Regions from separate parts of the Macaca mulatta genome. Here region 1 is linked to region 2. Evidence: chromatin contacts called from public Hi-C data. All regions are on one chromosome and are shown on one strand. Each heading gives the region's core, a stretch centred on a gene start, on an enhancer-like site or on the middle of the called end of the contact. The rest is flanking DNA. Distances are from core to core; before and after follow the strand shown.

Region 1 (5,185 bases), core at 2,454-4,953, 240 kb after region 2:
ATATATTAATTATAGATAAATTTTATAGATAAATTATAAATTTATCTATAAAATTATAGATAAATTATAGAGAACTTTTTCATGAGTTCTTCTCTGTCATCCCCTTGCCATTTGTCATTCCTACCAAAGCATTTTTTACATGGTCCAAATTTAGGACTTATCACATTGTGAGAATGGGTCATAGCCTTACTGCAAATGTTCATTGACAGAGGTGATCATTATCTTTGTATTTCAGGAAACACTGTAGAGAATGAAGAAGAATGTAAGTAAAGGTAGCATACCCAAAACCAGTTGTCATAAGATGCTAACATCAAGATAAAACCAGAGACCTATAGTCCACAAAGAAGAGACAGGTACTTAGGAAAAAAATCAGATTACTGTACATATAGTTCCCCATACGGATCATCAAGGCAGCGCTTATCTTTCTAGTTTTTGGAGTTGCGGCGGGGGGTGGGGGTGGGGGTTGGTTTATAGACTCTTCAACCTAAAGAAAACACAGAACTTCTTTCCAGCAAAATGTCCACAGATACAAAATTGTACATTCAATTTTAGCAGGGTTCACAGACTCAAAGGCCATCTAAGAATGACAGAAAGGTTAAAAACAAACAAACAAACAAATCCTCCATAGAGAGTATGTACAGAAAAGGAAGCGAATTTGAAAATTATTTTTAAAGTTAGACAAGGCCAGGAACAACAGGGTGGAGAGTAAACTACAGATTAGAAGAACCAAGGAGCAAAAGATATGGTTAAATATATCAATTAACATCAGGGGTATAGTTCACTGATTACGATTTTACAGGAAAGTGGAGGAATTTGCTAGAATAGTGAGATTTGGGGGAAGAGAGAATTTGAGGAAGATGCTGAGATTTTTTTGAGAAAGGGTAATCAATTTGGTTTGAACAAATTACCTATTTGTTTTTGTTTGAATAAATTATCTATAATTTTAAGATAATTTATTTTAAAATGATCTTAGCTCATTTTAAAATAATTTAATTTTTCAAATCAAAACAAACTTAAATTTTCTTAAAATAGCTTCTTGTGGTTTAATGTTAAAAAACTTAAAGGTCATTACATGGGACATAAATTCTAACTGTTTAGAATGTGATGTTATATAGTGATAGTCTTACCATGTTTTCTTGTAAATTTCCTTAAAGCCGAAGTTCATTTTTAACTACTGAACAACTGGCCATCTATTACTGAACAATCCTCATCCATAATGGTTATAAAATATTTATTATTATTATCATTATTATTATTTAGGGACAGGGTCTCACTATGTTGCTCAGGCTTGAGTGCAGTGTCTATTCACAGATGCAATCCCACTTCTTACCAGTACAGGAGGCTATAAAATATTTTAATGTGAAGTGTGCAGCATTCAAGAACTTTATATTGTTGATGTGGTATTAAAAAGTCTCAATAGTAATACTGATGAAAACCAGCTAATTACCAGGTTTGTTCATTTTTTATACCAAATCGGCCAACAGCTCTTGCCCATTGCCCATCTTGATTATTCTATTTAGTGGCTAATTTTCCATATTTTTAAGTCTCTTCCCTCTCTAATCAGCTAGTTTTTGAGAATTACAACCTATAAATAACTGAGTGCAAAATTACTCTACTATGTACTTTCCTCTCAGTTTTGTGCGTACATGTCTGTATTAAGTTGGTGAGCACTGTGTGGATACAGACTGATTTTTACAGTCTCCTTAAATAACACCTAGTCAAGTTTACATGAGTTTAATATGCCATCTTTAAAGCTTCCTCTGAATTTTAAATGCTGTAATCCTGTGAGATACTGAAGGCACAACTCAATTTTAACAGCATTATTTTTTCAATAGTTGTAGAAGGAATGTATTCTTCCTTCAGACTAAGTCTAATTTGAGAAATGTTTGGGAACTGAAAACAAAACAAAAAAGACATTTTCCAGGATTTAAAATCCAAGAAAAAGTAGGTGAAGCGAATACTATGCTTTGTTATCTCAAATTGCATTAGCTGAAAGTTTTAATTAACATCACATTTTACATTTAACCACAACAGAAATTCAAAACATGTATGTATTTGCTAAAACAATGACTGTTCGTAAATATACTCAACGGAACTAACAAACACCAGAAATATGTTTTTAAAGGTGGTGGTGGCAGTCAAAGTAGCCTGACAAAAATTATTCATGACTAACCAGAGTTTTGGAAATGGGGACCTCCCAGAGTTCCTCGTTGGCTAACTTCAGTTTGCTTTAACGAATGAAATAGGCATTCTGATAACGCTGAATTCTGAATTACCTTGAAATTAAAACAAAACAAAACAAACTTTCGTACAATTATCTAGTCAACACACCACCAGTTTCTGAAAACACTAAAGAAAGCAGAGTAACAGCAAAAATGGGTATGCATGGAAAACTGGGGCTTCCAAAAGCAAAATATGTCTTTTTTTAAAAACTGAGAATTTTGTTGTGACCGAAACGCAAAATAGCGCTATCTGAAAACAATTCAGACTCTGGAAATAATTGGATAAAAAATAACATGGGGGGGGTCAGTTCCCCATTTTAAGATAAACACGATCGACTACAAAATCATACCACAAAACGATTATCTATGAAGAAAGCTTCATAAAAGGTTCCCTCGCAAAAAGTTCGAGGGCAATGCGTGGGGACGTACTCTGCCTGTACCAGCAACTAAGGCGTCGGAATCGGTCCGCGGCGACGACCACCGCACAGGCCCCTCTGCGGACCCCTCACGCCAGTCCTCAGCTGCGGCCTGGACCAGCCACAAAGCACCCACTTTTCTCCGACCCAGAGCCCGACCGTACTCACTGTGAGTTGCAGAGGCGCCCCGGCGGGGGGAAGGTACGCTGCAACGGATAAACACACCCGGAGAAAGGTCGGGAAGTAAAGGAGATGAAAACTGTACTCCAACCAGGGCCCTCCGGCCACTAACTTCCAAATCTGCGGAGGCACAACACCGTCCAGCACGCATCTTGCCCCAAAGGCACTTCCGGAAGCTCTCTAGGAGTCCTGGAGGTCTAAAAGCTCTATGGTCTGCCGACTGCGGGTACAGGAGTACCACGCCCCTCACCTGCTGTGTGCTGTGCCTCGGGTTCGTCTGCGTGCCTCAGGCTTCCCCGTCGCTGGGGCAGTGAACGTGCTGGGGAATAACGGACCTTGGTGTCCCCTCTGCCTTGTGTGCTCGTGCAGCTCCGCGCGTTCGCTGACAATAGTAACGGCCCCCTGGGGGTAGATATCCGACGTAGGGAGGCTAGAGCTGTGTAAGGAGGCTAGGAAAGTGTTGGAGGAGGGAGCACTTCATGGTTCCTTAGGATTCCAACTGGACTCGCGTTTGGCCCCGTTACATACCCTGTACTTTACTGTTCATAAATATATTCATAAATATATCCAATCCTCCCACATAGAGTACAAACTTCATGAGAAATTCCTGCTAATCACAGTTCATAGTTTTGTGAAATCCCTATGGCATGGCACTTAGGAATCGCATACTTTATTAAGTATTCAAAAAATCGTAATTAAATATATATTATTTTTGGATCTTTACATATTTCCCACTCTTTCCTATGTTAATGAATTTCAATTGCTTACAACATCTGCTTTGCTGCTTAGCTGTTTTAATGCTAAACCTATGATGTAAGCTTGGGGAGTAAACCCTAGTTTTAATACCACAAAATTTGGGGAACAAATCTATGTTCATTCTTTTTTTGCTAGTCTTTTTTTTTTTGAGACGGGGCGCTATTGCAGAGTGTATTGGTGTGATCATAGCTCACGGCAGCCTCAACCTTCTGGGCTCAAGCAATCGTCCCACCTAAGTCCCCCAAGTAGCTGGGACTACAGGTGTGCACCAACCTCAGCTTTAAAAAATTTTTTCTTGTAGAAACGGGGTGGGGGTGGGGGGGTCTCAGTATGTTGCCCAGGCTGGTTTCGAACTCCTGGGCTCAAGTGATCCTCCTGCCTCAGTCTCCCAAAGTCCTGGGATTACAGGCATGAGCCACCGCCCTGGCCCTATGTAATGAACAGACCTGTTGCATTACAGCTTTTTAACTTTTGAGACTAATAGGATTTCAGGGGTGGAGGTTGTGGCAAGAGTTAATTTTTGTTGTTTAGGTCTCATGTATTTATTTCCTTCAGCGCCTTTCCCAACCACCTATTTATTGAGTTCTCAGGGCTCCTCCAATTTTCACCTTAATTTCCCTCTTTATCTGCTCCTGCTGGTAGCTACCACCACCGTTTCTATCCCTTCCCAATTACTAACTCCCCAAATTTTGTGTACTGACAAAGTTGTTTTGATTTAAGGGTTTTGTCATCTAATTATCACATGAAAACAAGTAAATAATAGTAAACACTAGGAAGCTACAGTGCTTCTGGACTCCTTCAAAGCACTTATTTTTGCTTTTTATTTCACAGCTGTTGCTTTCCACCTGGGATGGTAACTGGAAGTAACTGGTGACAGATTAGAACTCTACTTTGTTTCTTTTTTTACGTTTAAAAAATAACTTTTTTGGCTGAGCAAGGTGGCTCATGACTGTAATCCCAGCACTTTGGGAAGCTGCGGGAGGATCACCTGAGCTCAGGAGTTTGAGACCAGCCTGGCCAACATGGCAAAACCCCATCTTGGCAAAAAATACAAAAATTAGCCGGGCATGGTGGTGGGCTCCTGTAGTCACAGCTACTCCAGAGGCTGGGGCAGGAGAATCACATGAGCCTGTGAGGCAGAGGCTGCAGTGAGCTGAGATCCTGCCATTGCACTCCAGCCTGATCAGTGGAGCAAGACCCTGTCTCATCTTAAATAAACAAACAAATAATTTTTAAGTCTGAAGTTGTGCACATAGGTAGTTGTACAAATTCAATGTGCACACAACTATGACTGCACATACTATGTATAAAATTGTGTACACATAGGAAGTAAAATAGCATCATGCTATAGGCAGTTTTCTCAAACTGGACACACAGACACCGATTATAACAGATAAAATTGATAAATTTGACTTCAAAATTTTAAATTTAAATTCTCATCAGAATTTAAATCTTCTCAAAAAAAGCACCATTAAGAAAGTGAAGAAAAAGCTATACACTGGAAAATATTTGTAATACATCTATCTGACAAAGAACTATCCAGAATATATAAAGAACTCTCACAATTAAATGAATAAGATAATTCAACACAAATAGGCAAAATATTTGAAC
Region 2 (4,944 bases), core at 314-2,813:
TAATGGACATTGCTCCAGAGAGCCAGGAACACTTTGCCTTCATGGGAGGGTGATGATGGACTTTCACAGTATTGCTGCAGGGATATATGCATAGCCCCAACATATGTCATGATCTTATTAATGATGTTATTATATTAACCTCTGATTCTCTTGCAGATTTAGAAGCAGCAATGCAGCCTCTTGCCTGGAATTGGGATGATGCGGCTGAAACCACCTTCCTGGCAGCCAAACAGGCTATTCAGCAGGCACAAGCCCTATGGGTAGCTGATCAGGGGCACCCATTTAAACTTGATGTGCATGTGACCACAGATATTTTTGACTGGGGCTTACGGCATTGCACAGAGCTCTTTAGAATGCCAGTAGATTTTTCGTCCCAACTTTGAAAAGGAGCTGAGCTCCGGTATTCCTCGACAGAGGAGTTAGTAACTGCATATGCTGCCCTTTAGACTCATGACAGCCTGGCAGGATGGGCTACAGTCGTTGTGCGCATGACTTACCCAACAGTAGGGTAGGTATGCTCATAGGTAACAACCCGCACACTGGGATGGCACAGACATCCACTTTTGCAAAGTGGGGTGCCTAAGCCTACACGGAACAGCAAAGTATGCTAAGTCAAGTCCCTTAGCAGCACAATTACAAGAAGTCTTAGTACCTACTATCCTAATGCAAGATAAGGCTATGGGACCTGAGGCACCCCTAGACCCTGAGCCTTCATCTTTTAAGGAAGGGCATCCCTGCATTCCCAATAGGGCGTGGTACACAGATAGGTCTAGCCAGGGTGCTACTGCTGCCTGGACTGCTGTTGAAGCCCAGCCTAGTACTGACACCCTACGGTTTGATACCAGGTGTGGACAAAGTAGCTAATAAGCTAAACTCAGGGCAATGTAAATGATGATCACCAAGAAGGTGACACCTATGGTAATCTGCACCAATAGCTGGGCAGTTTATCAAGGCTTAACCTTGTGGCTAACTACCTAGAAGTTACAGAAGTGGTTAGTCACTGACCTATGTAGGGCCAGGCCATGTGGCCAGACCTATAGGAGAAAGGATGACTTCCTCTAACCAGGTATGGGGACAAACGGTAACCTGTTGTTGCCTGCCCCAATGCCCCTAAAGGTAGGTAAGCAAAAAACCTGGCTTAATATATAAAGCAACATCGGGGTAACATCACCATGGGGTGGTTGCCTACTATAACCTGAAATTATTGCTCCCTGTATTACTACTGTGGCCCGAGTGCCTACAGCTTATGTGTCAATCCTCTATGTATACACTGGGCCTGTGTGCCCAGAGCCTATGTGTCAGACTTACGTGTCAAGCCTGTGTGTATGTATCAGCCCTGGGTGCTGAAAGTGTATATGTCAGGCTTGCGTGCCAAACCTATATATTGGGCCTGTGTACCTAAAAACTTATGTTTCCCTCGGCCAAGGGGGTGGAGTGTAAGGTAAAAATGGATGTGCTTTGGTCAAGAACAGGCTGAGGCAGATATGCAGGCCAGTGTGACTCAGCGAGTCTCCAACGCAGGCGCACCACTCCACTTGTTATATAACCTGTTTGTGTAAGCTCATACTTGGCTCACAGCCACTATTGTGTGTAAATGGTATAACTGCCCTGCTGACACTGTACATAGGACTCATGCCCAGAGAGAGAGGGAAAAACTGCTGACCTTGGAAGAGAGAACTGGCCGTCTTGCAGACCGACAGAGGGGAGCCAGGAATTAACAAGTGTGCCAAGGAGTATAGCTGTAAGTGTGGGAGCGGCAGAAGCCACAGAGCCAGTTGCTGAGAAGGGCTGTGGTAAAGGAGGCACCCGAGACAGAGGCAGACAGTGTGAGAGCTGCAGCAGCTGCTGCTGACTAAAATCATATTTTACCTGTCTACAGCCCCAACTGTTTTTTCAACTATCTGCCACCTATCCAACAACTCCCCTCGGACCTCAGTATGGGCTGGAACCTGACACTTGGCATGACAGTGGTAAGTACCATATACATATTGGCTAACAGTATAATTCACTGATCTTTCTTTTTTTAAAATAAGAGTAGGCCTGGTGGTTCTGTTCTTGACCTTTTCTTTTCTCTATCCACAGTCTTCCCCAGAACTATGTTTAATCACTTGCAAGGTTTTAACTTCTATTTCTAGGCTGTAGACTCCTGATCCCTATCCTGAGTTGCCTCCCAGATAGTCCTATACAGAAATCTTGCAAACAAATCCAATTCAATATGCCCCAAATTAAACTGATTTTCTTGCCTCCTAATCTACTCCTTCCTCAGTATGGTATTCTCTAGAAACAATAGCACCAGCCACCAGGTTTCCTCAGAGTCATTACTTTGTAATGGATGATTTCTATATTTTAGGAGGGAAAAGTAAGATATTCTGAAAGACAGCCTATCCCAGAAGCCATGAGACCTGGGCCTGATCTAAGAGGGAAGGGAAACCTGAGATTCCTGTGAACCAGCTGGGACTAGACTTTAAACTAGAAGTGAGTGACTGCAAAATTATTTGACTGGACTCAGATGTCAGTAAGTCTGTCTTTACTCAGTGGAATGGAGAGGCTAGAAAATGTAAGGCTGGGCCGGGCGCAGTGGCTCACGCCTGTAATCCCAACACTTTGCGAGGCCGAGGTGGGTGCATCACAAGGTCAAGAGATCGAGACCATCCTGGCCAACATGGTGAAACCCCGTCTCCACTAAAAATACAAAAATTAGCTGGGCATGCGTGGTGGCAGGCGCCTGTAGTCCCAGCTACTTGGGAGGCTGAGGCAGCAGAATCACTTGAACCTGGGAGGCAGAGGTTGCAGTGAGCCGAGATCGTGCCATTGCACTCCAGCCTGGCAACAGAGCAAGACCGTCTCAAAAAAAAAAAGTAAGGCTGGTAGAGGTTACAAAGGGAAAAACAATTCCAGATCTGTATCCTGAACCTCTATTCCTCAGGCCAACTCTCTATAGTTCAAAGGATGGTAGGGAATAGAAGGAAATTAGGAAACTGAGAGAACCCATTGATTGTTACAAATGAAAAGTACCAGAAAACACTTCCTCCTAATAAGTTGCCACAAGAGATCTGGGGCACTGCTACATGAGCTAATAATACCAAAATAAGTGACCCTAAATCTAATCTAGTCTTTAGATCCAAATACCAGTGTACAGGCAAAATATAGGAAAAAATTATATTAAAGGCTTTCAAACTTTGTTACATATTAGAATCACTAGGGAACTTTTAAAACTCCTAATGCCTTGGGTACAATCAAGATCAATCAGGCTGGGTGCAGTGGCTCACACCTGTAATCCCAGCACTTTGGGAGGCTGAGGCAGATTGCCTGGAGTCAGGAGTTCAAGAACAGTCTGGCCAATATGACGAAACCCTGTCTCTACTGAAAATACAAAAATTAGCTGGGCGTGGTGGTACACACCTGTAATCCCAGCTACTTGGGAGGCTGTGGGCATGAGAATCACTTGAGCCTGGGAGGTGGAGATAGCAATGAAAAAAAAAAATCAATTAAATCACTCTCTGGGGGTGGGACTCAGCATTAATAACTTTTAAAACTTTCTAGGTGATTCTAATGTGCAGCTGAGTTTGAGATCTAATAAGTTAAAGATACTAAAAAGAAGCAATCGACCAAATCCAGAATGTGAGGCATTTTATAAAACAGAAGGTTCAAGTTCCTCAACAAATAAATGGTATTTTTACCAAAAGGAGTGGGAGGGAATGGGAACAGTCATAGATTAGGAGACTGAACAGACTTATCAAATAAATGCAAATGGTGAACCATATTTGGACCCCACTGAAAACAACTGTAAAAAGACTGTAAAAAAAAAAAAAAAAAAAAACTGTAAAAATATTTGAGACAATTATTTGAAAATCAAGATAATGATATCATGGAATTACTGTCAATTTTGTTGCGTGTGATGATACTATGATTATATCAAGATAAAAGTCCTTATATATAAGAAATTGACACTGAAGTACTTGTACTTGTGAGTGAATTAAAATGTTTCCATCTGCAATTTGTTATAAAATGAAAGAGAGGAGGGATGTAATGAGGAAAAAAAAAGAAATAAAGAAAGAGGGGGAGAGGGAGGGAGGGAAAGGAAGACAAAGGAGGGAGAGGGAAAAAAAGGAGAGAGGGAAAGAGGGAACAGGTAAAAGGGAAGGAGGAAGACAGAAGGGAAGGAGGAGGAGAAGGGAAGGAAAGAGAGGGGAAAGGAGGGAAAAGAAGAATGAAAATGACCAGAAGATGATGGCTGAAGCCGAGTCATGGTTATATTGGTGTTCACTGTAACATTCTCTCTACAATTAAATGTGTTTAAATTTCTCTCCAAAATTTTAGAAAATTGAACAAAGTCCTAACTTCCTTCCTTCCTGAATAATACAGTCAAAAAGCATTAAGGTAGGGTCAAAGAAGGCAAGAGAGAGCCACAGCCCAACCCAGAGTGAATCTGGAGCCCAAGTGGAATGAGGAGGGTGTCCACGGTGGGAAAGGGAGGAAGTCTATGGCAGGAAAACAACACTGATACATTTATATCATTTATTCCACAAACTGCATTTAGGTTTCACTACCTGGACCCTACTTGGATCTGAGCCAAATTGATCACAGTGGGAAGGCACAAGATTGGGAAATTGGTTGCAAACACAAATTATTTATCAAATCAGTAAATATACTGACGATAAGGAAAGGAAAGTTTCTCATTAACAGAAAAGAGTTACAAGTCTAGAAAAGAGAGTTAACCCTGTGGAAGTTGGGTTGAAATGAAGGGTGTTAGTAGGAAGCCAGTTTCAGGCTAGGGCGTTCCTGGAAGCTCAAAAACTGGTGCATCTCCAGCACTAAGCAGGACATCAGATTTTTGCTAAAACCAGGGGTCCTCGTCCTTTTTCACTATTAAAAACTTCTATTGTTCCTCCTACTCTCCAGCCAAGGAAAAGGTACCCCCGAATCTTAAAGCCTTTGGGAGTT

Evidence for each region. A called contact is a pair of places that touch in the nucleus more often than the background predicts.
Region 1: a contact with region 2 is called in a Hi-C map of fetal cortex germinal zone, with 4 times the contacts expected there. The contact joins the promoter of LOC702796 here to the promoter of ZSCAN31 in region 2. A contact is called at or near these places in 3 of 14 Hi-C or Micro-C datasets (fetal cortex germinal zone, fetal cortical plate and liver).

Annotation. Positions count from the first base shown.
Region 1 is chr4:155,231,291-155,236,475 of T2T-MMU8v2.0, forward strand. It overlaps LOC702796, which reads left to right and starts at 3,704. Exons shown (of 2, transcript XM_078000794.1): 1 at 3,704-5,185. It overlaps ZKSCAN8 (zinc finger with KRAB and SCAN domains 8), which reads right to left and starts at 2,953. Exons shown (of 6, transcript XM_015135783.3): 1 at 2,807-2,953.
Region 2 is chr4:154,989,501-154,994,444 of T2T-MMU8v2.0, forward strand. It overlaps ZSCAN31 (zinc finger and SCAN domain containing 31), which reads left to right and starts at 1,564. Exons shown (of 6, transcript XM_078000749.1): 1 at 1,564-1,970. All of the region lies in intron 1 of ZKSCAN3 (zinc finger with KRAB and SCAN domains 3), which reads right to left.